Linked DNA regions of Mus musculus: regions 1, 2, 3, 5 and 6 are each linked to region 4. The links are chromatin contacts, called in public HiCAR-type, HiChIP or PLAC-seq and promoter capture Hi-C maps. All regions are on one chromosome and are shown on one strand. Each heading gives the region's core, a stretch centred on a gene start, on an enhancer-like site or on the middle of the called end of the contact. The rest is flanking DNA. Distances are from core to core; before and after follow the strand shown.

Region 1 (3,359 bases), core at 393-2,892, 2.4 Mb after region 4:
ACTGATTGGCCAGGCGAAGCACAGAATGCTCTTTTTTACGGCTTTTAAACAGCACGTTTCCCTCTCGCAACTGCACAGGCTCCAAAACTTGATGCCAGTATGCGCTTGATGATCCACCACCATCTGGTCTTGGAGGCTGATCTCTCCAGCCCTCGGGGTATTCATGCTTGTAAAAACAGAATTCTCCAAATGGGCAGTGACCTAGGCCTCCAGCAAAATACCTGCACGCTTTCTGGCTCATCCCCTCCTTATACTGCTGAACAAGTTTCTCCTTCTCCTCTTCCTCCTCCACCCAAAACTCACTAGGAATGACAAAGCCAGAGGAGACCCTGCACTGTGGGCAGGACTTACTGATCCTGTTCTCAAACTGTGTGGCACTTCTCCACCTGCGGATACACCTAAGACAGTAGGTGTGGTTGCAGCTGAAAAGAATGCCAAAGCGGCGGTCGCTGGGGTCAGCTTTCTCATAGACCACCTCCATGCAGATGCCACACACTTTGTCCATGCTGCGCTGCACAGCAAAAGAGAGTTCCATATCTCTCTCGTGTGCTTCAACGCAGGCCCTTCTATGAGCTTCCTGCTGAGCTGCATCCCAAGGGTGCAAGGCCTGCTGCCCGCACATGTCGCATATTTCTCCATGGGGGTATGCACACCTGTCCCCACGGAGGCATTGTCCCCGGGCAGCATAGCGGCAAAGCGGCAGCGGCATTGGCACTGGCATTGGCACTGGCATTGGCATTGGCACTGGCATCGGCATCCCCATGCCCATAGCCATATGCTCTCTCTCAATTGCCGGGCTCTGCAGAGGAGCCTCGGGACCATGCGGGGGGACCATGCGACCTCGGTAAGGCTGTCCAGGAACAAATTCAATTGCCCCCTCCCAGCCTTCTGCACCCGCTCCCGCTGCAGCACCTGCTGCAAGGCTTGCATTGTCAATCTCGGCTTCAGAGAAGCCCCTTTCAGCAGCTGAGCGAATGCCTGCATTGTCAATCTCAGCTTCAGTGAAGCCCCTTTCAGCAGCCGAGCCAATCAGAGGCAAGGAGCTTGAGGATGCAGCAGGGGGGGCTTCCGCCACTTCCTGAGTCGGGGGCTCCCAGCGAGTGGCCATCTTGGGTCCTCTGTCTGCAGAGGCCCGAGGCTGAGCATCTTGCCCCCCCCTAGATCTCCGCCGCCCAGAAAGGTCGTGAGAGTAGCGACAGTTATCGCCCTCCTTGCACTGCCCATGCAGATAATACCTGCAGAGGATTTGCTTCGTCCAGCTGCCACTGTTGCGCTCCGGACCAGACCGGGCCCCGCCCCCTTCGGCTGGCGCTGGCCTCAAACTCGCCGCGCGCCGGATCGCTGGGCCTGGAGTCACCAGGAGCGGTGCCAGACCCGATGCCTGCTGCAGAGGGGCCGAGCTGACTCCCGCAGAAGCTCCAGCAGCCTCAAACTGAGGAGGGGGGGGAACAGACACACCCTCCCCCCCTTCAGCACCTGCCTCGGCGCCGGCGGCCGCGTGGGCCTCAATGGGAGCTGTAGACTCTTCCATCTTACAGCGTGCCTCTAACACTGTCCAAAAACCCGAATATTATATCTTTTTTGTGCTTGAATTGCGGAGCTGGAGATGGCTCGACCAGCTTCTTCTCGGAGCGAAGTGCATCGATTTTTGTCTTCCCACCTGCTCCCCGTTCCCTGGAAACTTTAGTTCCTACCTGTTTACAGGCAGGCGGACACTTCCGGTTGTAACACCATTCCTAGGGCTTCACCGGAAGTTGCTTCCGCCATGTTTTTCGCGTGCCTGTTTCTGCTTGAGACACTGGGATGGGCTTCTGCCGGCTTTCTAAGTGCGACTCTGAACCCCCCAATCCCCGTTTCCACAGTGTTTCCCCTCAAGGTTGATGTTTTAAACTCTCCAGGTTTCAGTTGTATACATTGCAGTTTATTTGTGTGTGTGTGTTAAGAAAACGCTACACACATTGCCTTTACCGTCTGCTGCTTGAACATAAAACATTTCACTCACATTAAAAATTATTTTTCAGTTTCTTCTGTCGTTTGTTTATAGGCTACTAATTTTTAAGATCGGACAGTGTCCCTGCCAAAGCGTTTCTCCTTCAATGCTTGTAGATCTGACAGGATTCTTTGGGTCTTTTTTTCCCTTGAAGGGTTAATTTGCGTGCACTTTAATTAGGAGGGAATCCCCTGCCCCGAGGCTACTCAGAGCCTTTCACTTTCCTGCCTTTGTTACATTCTCCCGGACCCCCAACAATGTAGAAGCCTGGACTTTGCCCAACCCTGATGAAGACTTAATAAGGCAAGGTCTGAGAATGACCCAGGCTTTAACTTTTCTCTGTTGGTTGGATTCGGAGACCCTTTGTTCCCTGCCTTCCTTTTCATCCCATTCTGCTCTACAGAGCTTTTCATAATACCAGCTCCTCTTTGCACCCCAAAGTGTCTCATTTCCATTTCTGCACTGAGCCAGTTCTTTTTCTTTTTCTTTTCATTTTGCAGATATATACTATTGGGCTAATAATTTTATATGTAGTTCTACACTGCTACATGTACTTACTACAGTGGCATACTAAATTTTATAGTATAGTTTTACGTGGGTTTTTATTTTTAGTAATAATCATGCTTTCTTCCTTTCCTCACCCACTAACTTGAATTAGCAATGCTTCAAATATTTTATTTACTATTTAAAAAAATGAAATTATGCTCAGAAAAATAATTTTATTGGAAGGAGTCTCACAACCTAAGGTTAAAAAACTCTGAAAGCATATGATATAATCATCCAACTCAAAATATAAGTCTCAACTAAATAAATCCAACAACGATAAAACAAGATAAGAGGAACATAATCAAACAATATAGATAAGGGGGGATGAAGTCAAAGTAAACATGAAATAAGAACAATAGAATAGGCAAAATTTTTCTTGTGTAACTTATGAAGGAAAATAATAAAAGGCTCAGATCTCCAGCATCACATACTTCAAAAGAACTGACATTAAGTAATAAGAAACCTCAAAACAATGAGATGTTTTTAGTGCCACTAATTTATAAAAGACCTAAGTAAGAACTAGCAGATGAGAGTGGGGAAAAGATTTGAATATGAAACTTGAAACTTTCATTAAATGGTCATAAATAGATAGATAGATAGATAGATAGATAGATAGATAGATTAGTAAAAATATCAGAAACAAAAATAAAGATCTATTAGGTATGTTCTACATATGCTTAAGAAAATTTTGATATGAGGTATTTTAAAATGTGGACTCTGAAATGAACATAAAGGTTGAAAAGCTTATATTGTTTTAAAGTGCCCACTTGTACAATAGAGGGAAAAAAGCAAAAGAAAAGAAAAGGAATAAGACTTGTTAGAA
Region 2 (3,206 bases), core at 98-2,597, 2.4 Mb before region 4:
GCATCCTGGACGCCTAAACTAAAGAAATTAGAAACAGACCTGATTTGTGGGGCTCCCTGTTTGACGCATGGTTTAACTATAGAAAAACAGGCAACCCGTGTCTACAGGAGAGTAGGCACTCCTTAGGTGTACAATAGTGACACACGGGTGGGGCAAGCACCAGTGGGTGTACTCTAGTGATGTACAGGTGGAATGTGCACTAGCGAGTGAACAGTGGCGATATAAAATCAGAGTGTGTACCAACTGGTGCTTGTTTTTGACCAATATTCCAGCAGTTTTCTAATGACTACTAAAGAATGGAGTCCTGTCACAAGGAAAACAAAGATATTTACCTTCAAATAAGGGTGGATGTATCTGGTCTGCACCAGAAAAGGCACATTATTTCTCATCTTCATAATGACAAGCTAGGGTCTCTTAAGTGTGGCTTGAATTGCAGTTTTTCGACAAGATTTCTCTTTGCGGTTCATTATGAATGCGTTTATGTGAGCAGGAAGGATTCGGCACTCACTTGGTTTTGCAGGAGAGGCACAGCTTAAGGAGACTGCTTTTCATAGTCATATTTGATAAATAGATAATCTTGCCGCCATGCAAAGGGCTGGAAGATGGGTCAGGCGGGAAAGCCCGCGGGTGGGGGTAGGGGCGGGGTAGGGGGAGGCGGGGATCCCCACGTCGCCGTTGGTTCCTAGCTCAGTGACGGTAGAGTGGAGCAGTTCCCACTCAGGTTAGGCTAGAGGAGCAGCGCCATGTGCTCCGGGCTCCAGGCCCTGCTGCTGCCAATCTGGCTTTCCTGGACCCTGGGGACGCGAGGATCTGAGCCCAGCAGGTGAGGATGAGGCTACCTCAGAGCTCTGCAGCTTGGATCCGGACCAGGCAGAGCGCCAAGGCTCGGTGTGAAGCCCACTGGCTCTCCCGCTGAGCAGGGCGGGGGTTGAAGGTGGAGGGTGGGATAGGGCGAGGGATGTGGAGCACTTCCTATGTCCCTGGTGCCGGTGCGTTGCACTCCGGGCCCCATCCTTCGCCCGGCCGTTGCAAGCTCTGAGGACTTGGCTCCGTGGCCCATCCCCCGCCCTGCAAGGCGCCACGCAGTCGTGGCCCTCGCCCGCAGTGTCCAGCGCGGATCTGCGGCCGCACGCAAGCCCTTCCCCGGGAGTCCGGTGCGGCCGCTGCCGCGGCTTGGGAGGGCGCCGGCGCCCCGGAGCGACCGCGGACCCATAGGGGGCGGGTGCTGTTCTTGTCCGGCTCCGCCCCCGCCTCCGCCCGCCCAGCGCACCCGCGCCAGGGCTCCTCCCTCCCGGCCCGCTCCTCCCCCCTGCTCTCCTCCCCCTCCCCCTCCGCCTCCTCCGCTCCGGGCCAGCGCGGCGGCGGTGGCGGCAGCAGCAGCAGCAGCCCCGGCTGCGGGTCGCGACGGCGGCGGGGCGCCCCCTCCCCCGTGCCGGGGCGCGGCGAAGGGATGTGGGGCTTTGCGGGAGGAAGGCTTTTCGGCATCTTCTCGGCCCCGGTGCTGGTGGCGGTGGTTTGCTGCGCTCAGAGGTAGGGTCGCTGGTGGGTTGACGGGAAGCGGGCCGGGCGCGAGCTGGCGCGCTGTGTGCGCGCCGGGCGCTGGCGGGTGAGCCGCTGCCTGACCCTGTTCTCTGTGCCATGTGCCCCTCCTTCAGCGTAAACGACCCCGGGAACATGTCCTTTGTGAAGGAGACGGTCGACAAGCTGTTGAAAGGCTACGACATTCGCCTGAGACCCGACTTCGGGGGTAAGTGGGATGCGCGCGACCGCTGCGGGAAGCGCGATCCACCGTGTTGGCGGTCTGGGTGGAGAGGGAGGCGGGGGCGGCCTCCGCGGAGCTGCAGCGGGGTGGGGTGGGTGGTCCTTTGCGAACCCCCCAATCCTCAGAGCCACCCGTACCCCCTGCTGGAGCCTGGCTGATCACGGTGTGCTGCGCTTCCCGCAGGTCCCCCAGTCTGCGTGGGGATGAACATCGACATCGCCAGCATCGACATGGTTTCTGAAGTCAACATGGTGAGTGCCTGCGCTTCCCCAAGCTGTCCCAGGCCCTATCCGGCCGCCTGGGCCCATACAAATCTCCCCTGTTGGGCTGGAGGCCCGAACCGGCCTTGGCTTCCTGGCCCGCAGGGGAAGCCGCGCTCTCTGGCGTTGGGCTCCTGCCCGCCCTGTTCCCTGCACGCTCGTGGGCGCCGGGCCTGTCGCGGGGTCCTAGACTGGCCCAGAGTCCGGATCCTCAGCGCTACCCGATGCACCCAGGCATTTCAGGAGAGCTGTCACCTGGTCGCGAGGCTTCCAGAGTGCTTTCTCCCTTCCCTTAGCAACAGGCGCTGAGCGCTGTGAAGAGAGACTGGGTGTGGGGGCGGCTTGCATCCCCAGGTGAAAGGTACTTAGGATTTCCTTTGTTGTCATTTGGAAAGAGCTGCGGATCGCAGGAGAGAAGAGCAAGTGGTTGTAGTATGTGTCTAGAGGCTTCTTTGGTGGGTGTCCCAGCCTCAGCCTCTGTTTAGAGGCCCGGCTTCCTCCGCCGGGCGCTGTCCTAGGTGCTGACGGATCCCTGACCCGCGCTCTGGAGGGAGGCTTTGCCTGGGCTCTGGAAGATTGGCATTCCAGTGTCAGGGTTTATGTATGTGCTGACAAGAGTCAATATTCTGACATGTGGAAAGAGGAGATCAGTAGCCCTACAGGCTGAGACGGTGCTCCCCCTCCCCCCTTAATGCGCCAGAAAATAAGTAGCTAAGTGATGCCTTGACTTTAGGAAACAGGTTTCATTTTTCTGTTAAGTGGAACTATAAAAATTCTAAGAATGGGTGTTTGGAAGCAATATTTTTCTAGAACAATCATTTGGCAACTTTTCTTTTGGTCAAACAATGCTGAGAATATGAGTTTGTATGTTTTTCTTATTAACGTGATGTACATTGGAATCACATGGGCAAACTTGCTCTCAACTCATACTCTCCAGTGACTCAGTCCAAGGAGTTCTGACAGACATGAGCTAGAGTGGAGTGCCGGGGTATTCACACTTAAGGACAGTAGCTCAAGTTATTTTAAAACAGGTGTTTTGTGCACAATATTTTGAGAAACTTTTCTATAAATTATAGAGCTATAATTTGTACAAATAAATGAGAATAATTTTCTTTAAGCATTATAAGATTTATGTTTAAATAAATAAATTTTGAGGTTTATAGGAAAAACATATTCCACCAAAC
Region 3 (3,160 bases), core at 401-2,900, 2.4 Mb after region 4:
ATTTATGTGAGTTAACATATGAGGAAAACGAGCCTGTTTTCCTCAAACCACCCACAGTTAGAAATGGCCATGTGGCATATCTCATAAAAGAGAGCAAAGGGGTTCTGTGTTTATTCTAGGTTCTTCCCAAAGGATTGTATTCCCCCGATTTCACAATTCTTGTAGAGATCGGGGCTATGAACCTGAGGTGAAGAATAAAACTGAAAATCATGACAACATTGAAGTGTTCATTCTATGGAAAGTCATTTCTGCTTAGAAGGCAACCTTGTTTTGCATGTACATAGAAGTGAGAGATTGTCATGAATCTCTGGTGTAACATGCTTTCAAAGACTGGATGGTCTCTGAAATATGAGCCCCAAATTCTGCCATAATTATTTAACAAACGGTCAGTCATCCTGGGGCATATTTCTTCTTTATGGCCCACCAGTTAAAAACGAACAACAACAACAAAACTATTTAGGAGCATGTGCTGAAGGTATGTTAAGAGTTGGGTACAGCCTTCAACATTCTCTTCTGCCCCCTAGTGGTTTCTTTCCTCACCTTGGACGACTGCCCTAGGCTGCAAACCACTCCTTGTAAAGGAATCATAATGCTAGTTACCGTCTATAAACCACTAAACTTGACCTAAACTGAGATTGCCACTTAATTTTGGGGAGAAAGAATACCAATATGCAGTAATTTTGATGGGTACCTCTTTATTTGTTAACATGGTATATGTCCATTTTTTAGCTGATTTTCCAGAAAACTTTTCTTATACTCTCCATTTTTCTAGAACTAATTTCCAGCACATTGCTTCATTTTTTAATTATTGTTATTTTCAGGATGTCTTTCACACTCTATTGTCTCATCTCACCCACTTTAGAAGTTGATTTTCCCGCGTTTAAACTTCTGCCTCCGTGAATTTCTGTTAATTTACTTCCAAGGTTCCTTTTCTTTCCTCTCTAATTGGCTCGTCTTTTCTCTACCCGATTCTACGATGTAGTCAGTATTCTTCTAGATGAGTTTAGATTTTCCCCCCTCTGAACACACTTTTAAACAATTGTATCCACTACTACTACTATGTTTTGATAAAGAATGGGCAAACTTGATTCTCGGATCCTCGTAATGAATACAGTTATAATAGACCACCTATGTTATCCCTGGGTTGACTGACTCATGTCCTAGCAAATATTCATCAACTCCCCTTACCCTGCATGTGCTTCCTGCCCTTCAGTTACTTGACAGAATAAACTACTCCAGGAAATTCACACACCCGAGACAGATACCTGAATACAGTCATTTTTTTCTACACCTTCGTTAAATTGTAATAGCTGTCTCGAATAGCTCCCCAGTCCCTCTTACGTCAATGTACTTCGTTTCTGAGCTCAGACCACACCACTACCCCCACCTTTGGACATGTTCCATGTTGCTAGTGGTTTATTCCCACTTCATAATGCAGCACAGTGATTTTTTTTGAACCGTAAATCTGTCCCTATCACTTGCCTATATAAACTCTTGCTTAAAGAGTATGAACTAGCTTAGTTGAGGATCTATACCGCAGGAGAAGGGATATTGAGTCAGTCGGGACTTTGGTAGACGCCCCTCTGAACAATCCACTTGTGGTGGTCGGGGGCGGGGAAGGGGCGGGATTGAGCCCCCTCCCCCCTCCTTCTTACTGCGGAGAGCTGCAGAGCCAGCCGACACTCTGTGTGAGCTGCGCTGCGAGCTGTGAGCTGAGAGCTGTGAGCTGCGTGGCGGAGCAAGCCAGGCAGTAGCACTTGGCTGAAAGCTGCGGTGCTAGCCAGGCAGCGCTCGCTGAGAGTTGCGGTGCCAGCCAGGTAGTGCTTGCTGAGAGCTGCTGAGAGAGCCCAGCTGCGCTCGCTGAGAGCTGCGGAGAGAACCGCGGAACACGCCAGTCTGCACCGGCTTCCTATTCAGCCTTCAAGCTGGAGGGGGATCCTGGACAGCCACGTCGGCATGCTCAGCACTGGAAGAAAAAGCGCAGCAACCGGAGACGGGCCACCACCAGTCAAGCAAGGGACATGTCGCAGCTAAGTACGAATCTGGGGGATTCCAGCCCTCCGGAGTCCCCAGTGCCTGCAGTCCATAGCCGCCCTACGGTTCTGATGCGGGCTCCGCCTGCTTCCTCCCGGGCTCCTCCTGTCCCCTGGGATCCACCTCCAGTGGACTTGCAGGCTCCCATGGCTGCTTGGCAGGCTCCTCAACCTGCCTGGGAGGCTCCGGAGGGCCAGCTGCCTGCCCCAGTGGCTCAGCTGGCCCAGCCTCCTGGTCTAGGGGCCCCAATGGTCCAGGCTCCACCGCTCGGAGGGGGGATGGCCAAGCCTCCAACTCCTGGAGTCTTGATGGTCCATCAGCCCCCTCCGGGAGCCCCCATGGCCCAGTCTTCAACTCCGGGAGTCCTGATGCTACATCCTTCTGTCACGGGGGCCCCTTTGGCTCATCCTCCTCCCCCAGGAACCCCGATGACACACCCTCCCGGGACCTCGATGGCGCACCCTCCTCCTCCTCCTCCTCCCCCTCCTCCTCCTCCTCCTCCTGGGACCCCAATGACCCACCCACCTCCTCCTGGGACTCCGATGGGTCACCATCCTCCTCCTGGGAACCCTATGACCCATCCTCCACCGGGGAACCCGATGGTGCATCCTCTCACTCATGGAGCCCCGATGGTCCATGGGGGACCACATGGAACTCCAATGCCGCATGTTCCCATTACGGGGACACCGATAGCCCAGCAGCCAACTCCAGGAGTCCTGATGGCCCAGCAGCTGACACCGGGAGTCCTGATGGTCCAGCCGCCTGCTCCGGGAGCTCCGATGGTCCAGCCACCTCCACAGGCTGCCTTGATGACCCAGCCTGCACCTTCGATTACTCCGATGGCCAAGCCTCCAGGTCCTGGTGTCGTGATGATCCATCCTCCAGGTGCCAGAGGTCCAATCATTCAGACTCCAGTATCAGGAGCACCAATGGCTCAGACAGTGCTGCCCCCTGGGCAGCCTCTGGCCACTTGGGCCCCACAGGGTCAGCCTTTGATCCTACAAATCCAGTCTCAAGTCATAAGGGCTCCTCCACAGGTTCCCTCTGTACCACAAGCCCCCCAGGTACAGCTGGCCACACCCCCAGGCTGGCAAGCCACCACACCCAACTGGCAGGTGACCCCCCA
Region 4 (3,205 bases), core at 207-2,706:
CAGTACCAGACTTTGTACGGTAATTACCTCCATCCATGGGTCAGAGTTCCAAGGCCCCAAACCAGAAGCACTCTGGCCACCTGCAACCAACCTGGACACACAATCACTTCTCTGACTTGCAAGTATCTTTTTGCCACACAACCACATGATCTTGAGAAGTAGTTATAGAGATCTCAGAGAAAATCACCCACTAGCGCTCACCTTCCACCCTACCATACCACCACTACACAGCTCTGACATCCTTGAAGCCACATGAAGCAGCAACAGAGCTCCCAGAATGCCCCCATCCCCCACACCCTGCGCGCACCCTCAGCCTAAAGGCCACAACAGCAGAGCTCCCCCAAACATGAACTAAGAGGCGACAGAGCTACCGCTCCCTCTACCCTAGGCTCACAGGCTGTGGCAATGGAGCTACCACCCCCATAGCCCGCAGGCCGCGGCAACAGCACTCCAGTAGCCCCCACCCTGAACACACAAGCCATGGCAACCAAGCTCCCAGCCCTCAGGCCACCGCCACACAGCTCCAGTTCCCCAGACCCCTGAAGGTGCTCCCATCCCCCAGACCACACAAGCTGCGACCGCCCATTTCTCATGCCCTGTAGCACATAGGCTGCTGCGGCAACAGAGCTCCCTCCCCACCCCCACCCCCACACCGCGGAGAAAACAGACTGCGACACTGCGGCAGCAGAGTTCCCACGCCCTGTAGCCCACTGGCTGCATCAACAGAGCCACAGCCTTGGACAAGAGTGTCCACCCAGCCCCGTAGCCCACAGGCTGCGGCAACAGAGCTCCTGCATCCTGGAGCCCACAGGCCGCACAGTAACAGTTACAAAATCCCGGACTCTACAGGTTCCTGCAGCGGCAACAGAACTTCTATCCACACCCACCCCCAGAACCAACAGAGCTCCGGCATTCTGGAGGCCACAGGCCACACAGTTAATAGTTCCAAAATCTCTGGACCTACAAGTCGCGGCAACACAGCTCTGACTTCCAGGAGTCCAGAGGCCGCGACAAAAGAGGTCCCGCATCCTGGAGCCCCCACGCTGCGGCAACACAGCTCCTGCATCCAGGATCCCAGTCACAACCTCAGACCACCATAATAAAGGCAACGCGTTACACGCAGGTGCCGCACTAACACACCCAAGGAGTCCGTCTGCCGGCTCCAAAGGATTGCTCACCAATTCTCAAAAATAAAGGTATCTGGGTTGTCAAAAATCTTAATAAGCCCAAATCTAGAATGTTTTGGTCAAATAGGATGCACTTTCACTACTAGAATCCACAAGCCCAGCTGACCTTCCTCGCTCCATTGCGTTGCAAATCACTCCTCAGAACCAAGCGTCTGGCATCTCCGGCTCCCTCTCCTCTCTGCGCTAGTCTTGCCGCAATGGCTCAGGTTTGTCGCGCGGCTCCCTACGCATGCGTCCCAGGCAATGGCTGCACATGCGCACATTTTTGCCGCAATGCAGGGGTCTCTGTCCCTCTGACCGGAATGTCCTGCCAAAAGGCAGCTACCAAAAGGAATGCTTGAGCATTCCTACTGCGGAAATTTGAGCGTGTATTAAAAAAAAAAAAATCACTGTCAATCTGGAATAATGGATATAATTGCCTATTACTAAATACATTTAATTTTTTAAAAAAATTGCTCCCAAGTGATTGCAAGCATCACACAGATTTTTATTATGTGGGAGAGGAAAAAAGGTTTGATCTCCAATATGAGGAAGACTGGTTTCTAGGCTATATCATGTTACATAGTGTATCACACACACACACACACACACACACACACACACAATCAAACATGAAGCCCAGCCAAATTGTCAGATACTTAAAATTCTGTACAGAAAAAAAAGTTATCCTGATTCCTAATTCTACATTCTACATTAATGTAGTATTACTTGTATTTTCTTTCTCTGTGTTAGAACATATGACTGGGAGAAAACTATTTCCTCCAGATCATGGTGTGATTAAATTTTAATAGGAAGAACATTCAGTTATGAAACTTATGTATCTGCTTCTTTTGTTGTTGTTGGTTTTAGAGACAGGGCTTCCTAAATGTTGTTATGCCTGGGGGGTGAAAAGTAGACACTATTTACTAACAAATATATGACCTCATAGAAATGCCATCCAGTAATTCCAGCTCTTAGGAAACTTATTCTAAGAAAGCAGTATTTTTGCATACTCAAGGCCAGGTTCAATTTGTAACAATATCTAAAAACAAAAACAAAAACATTTTGTAGATTGTGGATACATATATAAGAATTTATTTCAGTTACTTTTGACCTATTAATTTCCTGTCTGCCTAGTAAAAGTATTATTGTGGTAGTAACTTCAATATGCAATTATTTGAAGATTAGGAAAACAAAATGGCAAGGAGAAAACTAAGGAAGCTAAATTTACATGGGTTTAGCATAGCTTAATGAGGGCCTGCAAGAACTGTTAATGAGGTATTCTAACAAAGTTGGAAGTTCTCTACTTCCCTTCCCCCCGCACTGAGCTAGCATCCAGTTCGCAAACATCCTAAATTCAACTTCAATGAAGATACATTCAGTTCTAAATGTAACCAAAACCTGAACTTTCGAAAACAGCTGAAGAAATCTATTTACATAGAACTAAACAATTAGATACTATTGTCAGTCACCATGGAAATGCAAATGAAAATCACAAGGACAGACTACTTATGGAAAAATGAAAAGACAATAGACTAGGGCTAGGAATGGTGGAGTGTAGCTCAGCGCTGCAGGGTGTGTATTTTGTTGTTGCTTTTCTGAGGCTGGTTCTTAATCTACCCCAGGTGTGCTTGGAAATTCCTTTGTTGCACTAACTGGCTTAAAACTCAGAATAAGCCAATAAGCCTTCTACCCTCATTACAGCAAGGGATCACCATGCCTGATTTTGTTCTTTTTTTTTTTTTTTTTTTTTTTTTTTTTTTTTTTTTTTTTGGCAGGGTAGAGGGCGTTGGGGTGGTAGTGAAGGAGGGGGTTGTTTTGTTTTCCCAAGATGGGGAGATTTTGAAACAGGATGTGTCATGGTTGGGTTGGAATTTTACCTTGCAGGAATTATGTGGTGCTAGAAATCAGACAGAGAGGGCACTTTGCAAGCCTGGGCCTCATAATAAAACCTTTCCTGTTGTTTTTTGTTTCTTAGACAGTCTCATTGTGTCCTTCTCACTGTCCTAGAATTTGCTATGTAGACTAGGCTGCATCAA
Region 5 (3,364 bases), core at 597-3,096, 2.5 Mb after region 4:
TGTGCTCATCCCTCAGCAAGGCAATTCGGTTAGTGTCTGTGCTGAAGTCCCACTACACGGAACACACCCAGGAAACTGACCTTGAACCCAAAGAGGAATGGGTGTCCTTTAAAAACACACTTTACAAAGGCAGGAGGGTTCACTCGGTGCTTCGCCATGCCCTTCCATCACCCAGCACTGCTCACTGCTGCCTCCCGCCCTACACTCATGGGATACAGCTTTCTTTCAACACTCTGCTAACAGCAACCCTTTGAAAAAAGAGGGGACAGACAAATAACGGTTACTTCTATTCAGCCCCAAGAGGGTCCTCTCGTGGTACCTCATGTTTTACATTGAAACCAGCACCGCAAAAGATGAGATGGTCTTTTAACTGTCATAAAATGTTCAAGTGTGGCATTTCGGGGCGCTCCCCGAAATTATGTCCATTCCTGTTTCCTCCTCCCCCAAAGTGGATCAGGAACCAGTCCTGGAAAGTACAGCAAGTAACGGGGATCATTGTCCTTCGTTCCATAGCTGGCTGAGTCGATTCTGAGAGCATGAACCGTGGCCACGTGGTGCCTGCTTGGCCCGGAGAGTCTGCGCGGAATTGTAGCGACCAGGTTGGATTATGCCAAAAAAAAAAAAAAAAAAAAAAAAAAAAGAAGTCCTGCTGACAGCCTGCGGTGCGCTCTACCTATATAATGTTTTAAAACAAACCTAACTCGTGGGTTTCAAACAGTTTGGGTCTCTCAACTCATGGAAATATTTGCGATATTTCGGCTGTCTTCCTTAGCTTATTTTCCTCTACGAGCCCCAGCTGGGTGAAGTCCTGGGTGAATCCCTTGGTCCCCTGCTACAGGTTGGTGCTGTGGCCACCGGGGTTATTAGCTGCCAGGGACAAGAAGGTCGTCCCTAGTTCTGAGCTGTGCCCTCCATCACAATCGCCAGGGTCGCTGCAGGCTGCACGGGGGCTCCCGGGCAAAGGCGGCTCATGCACCGGGGCTGACAAAGGCCCGAGGAACGAGTGAGCGGGAAGCTTTGCCTGTAGCTGTAGCCCTCGCGAATGAAGTCTCCGCACCGCCTCCTTGATGAGGTTTCCCGAAAGAAGGAGCTGCTGCAGGAGTCGGGGCGGGTCGCCGTCACTCGTGCGGGTCTCCGACTGAGATCCGCGTCGCTGTTGCTGGCGGCGGGACGCGGCTGCGTTCCGGAGCCAACCCCGCCGGCACCGGCCGGACAGTGGCTGCGGGATGCTTACTTTGCCCATCCCCGGGGATACCTCAAGGCCGAGCTGCTGGGGCAGCGCGCTGGCGCCCGGGGCGATCTCCGCCACACAGTAGGGCGCCGCCCGGCCCCGCAGGCGCCCGCGCTCCCCCAGCACGCAGCGCACAGCCCCCGGGGGCGCAGGGTCCCCGGCCTCCGCTGATGCTGCTCTCCGTAGCAGCCGCCTCGCTGGGGCCCCGGCCTTGTCCGCCGGCAGCGCGGCCAGGACCCGCGGGGGCGCGGGCGGGGGGCCCGGGGCAGCACATGGCGAGGCCGGGCCATCGTGCCTGGCGTCCAGCTGCAGCGTCTCGCCGATCTGGGCGATGAGCCGGTCCACGTCGGCAGAGCCCCCCAGAGTCACGGACTGCTGCAGCAGGAGGAAGCTGTTGTCGTCCTCCTCCCCCTCCGCCTCGTCGCCGGCTTCCTCTTCCCTCCGGCACGGCATGGCTCCCCCCGCCCGGGTCCCCGTGGCTGTGCGGGCGTCACTGGCGGCTCGGTTGACCGCGGGCTCGGCGGGACGCGTCTGGGAAGGGAGCGGGGCGGAGGCCCAGGCTGGGTGGAGGCCAAGTCTGGGACGCGGAAGCTGGGACCTCCGGGCAGGGACAGCGCGCGCCTTAGAGCCGCGGGAGCCGGAACCTGGGCTTCTCATTCTTGATTAAGAGAAGTGAACTTTTTTTTTTTTTTTTTGAAAAGTTCTTACAGCTGCTGTTCTAATCATTGCCACCAGAGGGACTCATATATGCTGAAATTCCTCTAGCAGAATTCAAAGAAACTGTTGTTCAACTTACGGGCCACCAGAAGGCAGACGATGCTCGGTTTAGTATACAAACAATTACAAACAGAATGAGATGCCTTAAGTTTGTACCTAAAACTACAGTGATTTAAAATGTTGTAAAAACTTTTCTGTTTTGTTTCATAGAAGAAAGTAACGATTCCATAAAAACACTAGATGAATAGACATGTTCCAACCCAGCTTTATCTGCTATAGTGAGCAAGAAAATTAGAATGGGCATCTGAGACAAATAAGCACACATTGGAGACATGAAATAGTAACATACATTTGAGAAAAAAACTGTAATCTTACTTTAAGAGCCAACTAGATTTTTACATAGTTCTCATTTTGCTCTTTAAGGGCAAAGAGGGTACTACATTGTCATTTGCTGATAGTAGAAAGAATGTTGGGAATATCAATCTAAAACAAGATTTCTGACACCCACTGAATGGGAACTTGGATAATTATATTAGTTTTTCAAATTCCTTTCTTCAGTGAGTTTTCTGTTTATTTGGTTGTGGTTTTTAATCACTCTATACTGATGTTCTTTTGTTGTAAATATGTATGCTCCAAGGTTGAAACTTGTCTCTTATAGAATCTCAATTTTGAACTGTTTTAGAGAAGCCTAACTCGTAAGTGTTCATGCTTGATGAATCAACCCTTTGTTTGCTCTGAGATCTCACCAATAAACTCATTTGCGGTTGACTCATTCTGAATGCGTGTGCCATATCATTATCAAGGCTCACAGTTTTATAAGGGTGCTTCTCGTTCCATCATCATTTCTTGAAAGTAATTGCTCTGTGATTATTATACTTTTATACTGTTGTCAGAATAGACTGATGATCTCACTCTCAATCTATCCCCAGGATTTCCATTCTGAATTACATATTTGTGCCTACTCTTTTTACTGATACAAGTTTGTTTGTTCTCATAGCGAAAGAATAGTTTCTAGTCATCATGGGACATGACACTTTATGAGTTTGAGAAAATCCCTTCTATTTATAGTTTTATTTTATAGTTTGTAACAGGACTGAGTGTTGCTTTTATAAAACTGGGGGTTCTTCATGTGTTAAAATGTCCCTTTTTCCTTTTTCAGGCATGGATAAGATGAATGAATGAATCAATGTTATAAAGTGTTGAATCAGCCTTGAACATTTGAGGTAAGCCTCACTTGTTTATTTTATATTATCTTTTCCTTTAAAGGCTGAAGGATATTTATTTGTTTGTTAAGAGATTTTGTGACATATTCACCTAGAAACATCCGTCTTCTTCTCTTGGTAAGTCTATATGTCTTTGGAATTGCATAAATGGAAAGTTCATACATTGTTACTTCGTCACACTTTTTGGAAACAG
Region 6 (3,322 bases), core at 256-2,755, 2.3 Mb after region 4:
CTTTTTCCAGGATATGCAGGATGTCACAAGTGAAAAATTCCACATCAGAGCTCGCGGAGTAGATCACAACTGAGAGAAAGTGTTGCCTTCAAAAATGTCAATAAGAAGCAAACTAATAACACGTCTAGGCTGGAGTTTAAAACAAGTTATTGTACATGTGCAAATATTCTCAAATCTGGAAAACTCTGAATCGCTTCTTGCCATAACTATTCTGGGTAAAAGATAGCTGTTATATCTAAACAAACATATTTTAGAACCTAGGAATGCCAACATGATATCTTAAATCTGTCCGCTTTAAGTGATGAGAAGGGCTAAGGAATTCCATTATTTCAGAACAAGAAAGATGATCAAATCTAAGGACTTCTGGCTTTGGAAGCTTCAACAATGGTCATTGTATAAAGGAGAGTTTGAGGAAATATCAGCTTTAGATGACCTCTCGATCTACCTTTTTATTTTTGGACACCAATATGTTGCATCTTATTCATGAGAGACTGTTAGGTATCGAAAAGAGCTGCATTTAAAATATATTGGGAAAGATTTGGATGTGCTCCCAACATGGAATTAGTCATTTGTGAATGACATAATTTAAGAAGTAGAAGATTTCTTATAAACGCAGAAGATGCAGTGAGCAGGGCAAAAAGGTAGTGGGAAAATATGAAAAATACACTGTCATAAAATGTGTATTAATAAATATGTTGATCATTTTCCACTAGAATCTTAACGGAAGCTTTAGATGAAAACAAAGTGACCTAATAGAAATGGAGAGCCCAAATCTATAGTTATTAAAATAATTCAAAACCAACAAACTGAGCATCCAATGATGAATGAATGCATATATATATATTTTATATATCCCTCATTTTCATGTGGGGCCTGGGGGATTTAAATTCTGGTTCTCATGCTTGAACTGCAAAAGCTCTTAACCACTGAACCAAGTCTCATTTTAATTAAAATTTTAAACTCCCATCAATTATGCTATATGAATCTACTACTTCTAGAACATTCAAATCTCACATGGATTTATCTCCAGTGTCTGTAACTACACTTTACATTCTTCCTTGTTTGATCTGCATTCAGATATGTAAGAATTTATCTCTATTAATAATTTCTCAATATTCCAATCTTAAACAACTCATCATCATCATAAGGTACAGCTTTCCAAAAGAAAAAAGAAAAAAAAGTCATTTCTGTTTCTCTTATTCTTTTGTAGAAAAACCAAAATCAAGAATTAAGTCTTTCTCCAGGACCTTCACATTTAATTTGATTTTGCACAAACTCAGTGTGTCCGAACTTAACTTCACCATCTCAGCTACATCTTTCTCCTTCAACTTGTTTCTTTCCCTACCATCATCTAGTTCTGTGCCATACAGGAGACCAGGAAATCTTTTACATAAGCCTAGTGGTACCCTCCCTTAGACCCCAGTGGTTGGGCTTTGCTGCTTCGCTCCTTTCCAGCCCTACCACCCTTCTGGCTTCCCAACACGCATGCGCAATATCGCATCAGCCCCGCCCGCCCGCTGCTGCGGAAGGCGCAGTGCTCAGTAAAGCGCACTTCCTCTGCTGGTCTCCACCGAGGGAGTGCCCGCTCCAAGAGCTCCAAGCCGCATCGGTCCTGCTCTGATCCGAAGGCGCAGACATGTCGGAACAAAGTAAGGACCTGAGCGACCCTAACTTTGCAGCCGAGGTCCCCGACTGTGAGATGCAGGACAGCGATGCCGTTCCGGTGGGGATCCCTCCTCCCGCTTCTCTGGCCGCTAACCTCGCAGGGCCACCGTGCGCTCCCGAAGGCCCTATGGCAGCCCAACAGGCCTCGCCACCGCCCGAAGAACGGATAGAAGATGTTGACCCTAAAATCCTGCAGCAGGCCGCAGAGGAGGGCCGCGCCCACCAGCCCCAGAGTCCAGCCCGGCCGATCCCAGCACCGCCAGCCCCTGCCCAGCTGGTGCAGAAGGCGCACGAGCTCATGTGGTACGTGTTGGTGAAGGACCAGAAGAGGATGGTCCTCTGGTTTCCAGACATGGTGAAAGAGGTCATGGGCAGCTACAAGAAATGGTGCAGAAGCATCCTCAGGCGCACCAGCGTCATCCTCGCCAGAGTGTTCGGGCTGCACCTGAGGCTGACCAATCTCCACACCATGGAGTTTGCCCTGGTCAAAGCCCTCAGCCCAGAGGAGCTAGACAGGGTGGCGCTCAACAACCGTATGCCCATGACAGGCCTCCTGCTCATGATCCTGAGCCTCATCTATGTGAAGGGCCGCGGGGCCAGAGAGGGTGCGGTCTGGAATGTGCTGCGCATCCTGGGGCTGAGGCCCTGGAAGAAGCACTCCACCTTCGGAGACGTGAGGAAGATAATCACCGAGGAGTTCGTCCAGCAGAATTACCTGAAGTACCAGCGTGTGCCCCACATCGAGCCTCCCGAGTACGAGTTCTTCTGGGGGTCCAGAGCTAACCGTGAAATCACCAAGATGCAGATCATGGAGTTCCTGGCCAGAGTCTTCAAGAAAGATCCCCAGGCGTGGCCTTCCCGATACAGGGAGGCTCTGGAGCAGGCCAGAGCTCTGCGGGAGGCTAATCTTGCTGCCCAGGCCCCCCGCAGCAGTGTCTCTGAGGACTAAAAAGGTCCAGGGGCACACTGATAGTTTCTGACCCATACTAGGGCTGTGTAAGGGTGGGGTTGAGTCATTAGAGTATCCCAAATCCACAGTGCAGTATTTCATGTATAATTTTTAAGTTTTCCATACAGTGCTTTTGTACCTTGTAATGCTATTCATTTGTGTACTCGTGTAGTGTTTAAGATTGATGCATGTGTGATAAGTATTTGGTACTTTCACTTTTGTGCTTTCGTGCATTTTTGTACAAGAGATGTGCTGTGCTAAACTTGTGAAATACATTGAGGTGTTCTGTATCTTGTTCTTTGTATGGGACTGATGATCTGTATCGACAAAGAAGGCCCTGGAGAGTTAGCAGGACTTAACAGCAACGCAGACCTGAGCAAGAGAAAGGTCAAGGCCTTTCTCCATATGACTTCAACTGGCACAGGAAGCATCCATGTGGAATGGACTGATTTGAACTGGACTGTTCTCAGTGTAGGCACTTAGCACCCTTTACAAAACATGTATGCAACCCCACCATAAATAAACGTTAAAATGAGCATTAAAGATACTGTGAAATAATTTCTTGGGGGGGGGGAGGAGGCATTTATTTTTGATGAAAGGGGGAGTGGGAATGGGTGGGGATGAGAAAGATTCTCCCTGTGTGCAGCATAAGCAAACACGGTGTCCTAACACAGTGGGAGACCACACGACCACTCAGAAGAAACTTGC

Evidence for each region. Promoter capture Hi-C pulls out the DNA fragments that hold promoters and counts their contacts. HiCAR-type assays count read pairs that join an accessible place to other places. HiChIP or PLAC-seq counts read pairs in DNA pulled down with a chosen protein or histone mark.
Region 1: a contact with region 4 is called in a HiCAR-type map of astrocytes, with 15 times the contacts expected there. The contact joins the promoter of Mkrn3 here to the promoter of Snurf in region 4. A contact is called at or near these places in 1 of 39 promoter capture datasets (embryonic stem cells), 1 of 15 datasets of contacts at CTCF or cohesin (stem cell-derived epiblast-like cells), 4 of 484 Hi-C or Micro-C datasets (differentiating embryonic stem cells and embryonic stem cells) and 9 of 115 datasets of contacts at active chromatin or transcription factors (astrocytes, embryonic forebrain, embryonic stem cells and 2 more).
Region 2: an H3K27ac HiChIP or PLAC-seq map of embryonic stem cells shows a contact between it and region 4, with 4 times the contacts expected there. The contact joins the promoter of Gabrb3 here to the promoter of Snurf in region 4. A contact is called at or near these places in 1 of 115 datasets of contacts at active chromatin or transcription factors (embryonic stem cells) and 1 of 9 other capture datasets (liver).
Region 3: a contact with region 4 is called in an H3K27ac HiChIP or PLAC-seq map of embryonic stem cells, with 34 times the contacts expected there. The contact joins the promoter of Magel2 here to the promoter of Snurf in region 4. A contact is called at or near these places in 3 of 39 promoter capture datasets (cranial neural crest and embryonic stem cells), 1 of 15 datasets of contacts at CTCF or cohesin (stem cell-derived epiblast-like cells), 10 of 484 Hi-C or Micro-C datasets (cerebellum, embryonic stem cells and reprogramming fibroblasts), 9 of 115 datasets of contacts at active chromatin or transcription factors (embryonic stem cells, stem cell-derived epiblast-like cells, stem cell-derived neural progenitor cells and 1 more) and 1 of 9 other capture datasets (embryonic stem cells).
Region 5: a HiCAR-type map of astrocytes shows a contact between it and region 4, with 7 times the contacts expected there. The contact joins the promoter of Peg12 here to the promoter of Snurf in region 4. A contact is called at or near these places in 1 of 39 promoter capture datasets (cranial neural crest), 1 of 484 Hi-C or Micro-C datasets (embryonic stem cells) and 2 of 115 datasets of contacts at active chromatin or transcription factors (astrocytes and embryonic stem cells).
Region 6: a promoter capture Hi-C map of embryonic stem cells shows a contact between it and region 4, with 9 times the contacts expected there. The contact joins the promoter of Ndn here to the promoter of Snurf in region 4. A contact is called at or near these places in 2 of 39 promoter capture datasets (cranial neural crest and embryonic stem cells) and 4 of 115 datasets of contacts at active chromatin or transcription factors (embryonic stem cells and stem cell-derived neural progenitor cells).

Annotation. Positions count from the first base shown.
Region 1 is chr7:62,418,511-62,421,869 of GRCm38.p6, forward strand. It overlaps Mkrn3 (makorin, ring finger protein, 3), which reads right to left and starts at 1,643. Exons shown (of 1, transcript NM_011746.3): 1 at 1-1,643. The coding sequence starts at 1,531. All of the region lies in intron 1 of Gm32061 (predicted gene, 32061), which reads right to left.
Region 2 is chr7:57,589,826-57,593,031 of GRCm38.p6, forward strand. Gabrb3 (gamma-aminobutyric acid (GABA) A receptor, subunit beta 3) reads left to right here and starts at 1,348. Exons shown (of 9, transcript NM_008071.3): 1 at 1,348-1,530; 2 at 1,656-1,747; 3 at 1,946-2,013. The coding sequence starts at 1,451. It also overlaps a transcript of Gabra5 not described here.
Region 3 is chr7:62,375,329-62,378,488 of GRCm38.p6, forward strand. It overlaps Magel2 (melanoma antigen, family L, 2), which reads left to right and starts at 1,651. Exons shown (of 1, transcript NM_013779.2): 1 at 1,651-3,160. The coding sequence starts at 2,022. All of the region lies in intron 1 of Gm32061 (predicted gene, 32061), which reads right to left.
Region 4 is chr7:60,003,743-60,006,947 of GRCm38.p6, forward strand. Snurf (SNRPN upstream reading frame) reads right to left here and starts at 1,457. Exons shown (of 10, transcript NM_033174.4): 1 at 1,294-1,457. The coding sequence starts at 1,307. It overlaps Snrpn (small nuclear ribonucleoprotein N), which reads right to left and starts at 1,457. Exons shown (of 10, transcript NM_013670.4): 1 at 1,294-1,457. The region is part of intron 6 of Snhg14 (small nucleolar RNA host gene 14); the gene reads right to left.
Region 5 is chr7:62,462,664-62,466,027 of GRCm38.p6, forward strand. Peg12 (paternally expressed 12) reads right to left here and starts at 1,847. Exons shown (of 1, transcript NM_013788.2): 1 at 1-1,847. The coding sequence starts at 1,684. The coding sequence ends at 833.
Region 6 is chr7:62,346,772-62,350,093 of GRCm38.p6, forward strand. It overlaps Ndn (necdin), which reads left to right and starts at 1,506. Exons shown (of 1, transcript NM_010882.3): 1 at 1,506-3,157. The coding sequence starts at 1,637. The coding sequence ends at 2,614. The region is part of intron 1 of Gm32061 (predicted gene, 32061); the gene reads right to left.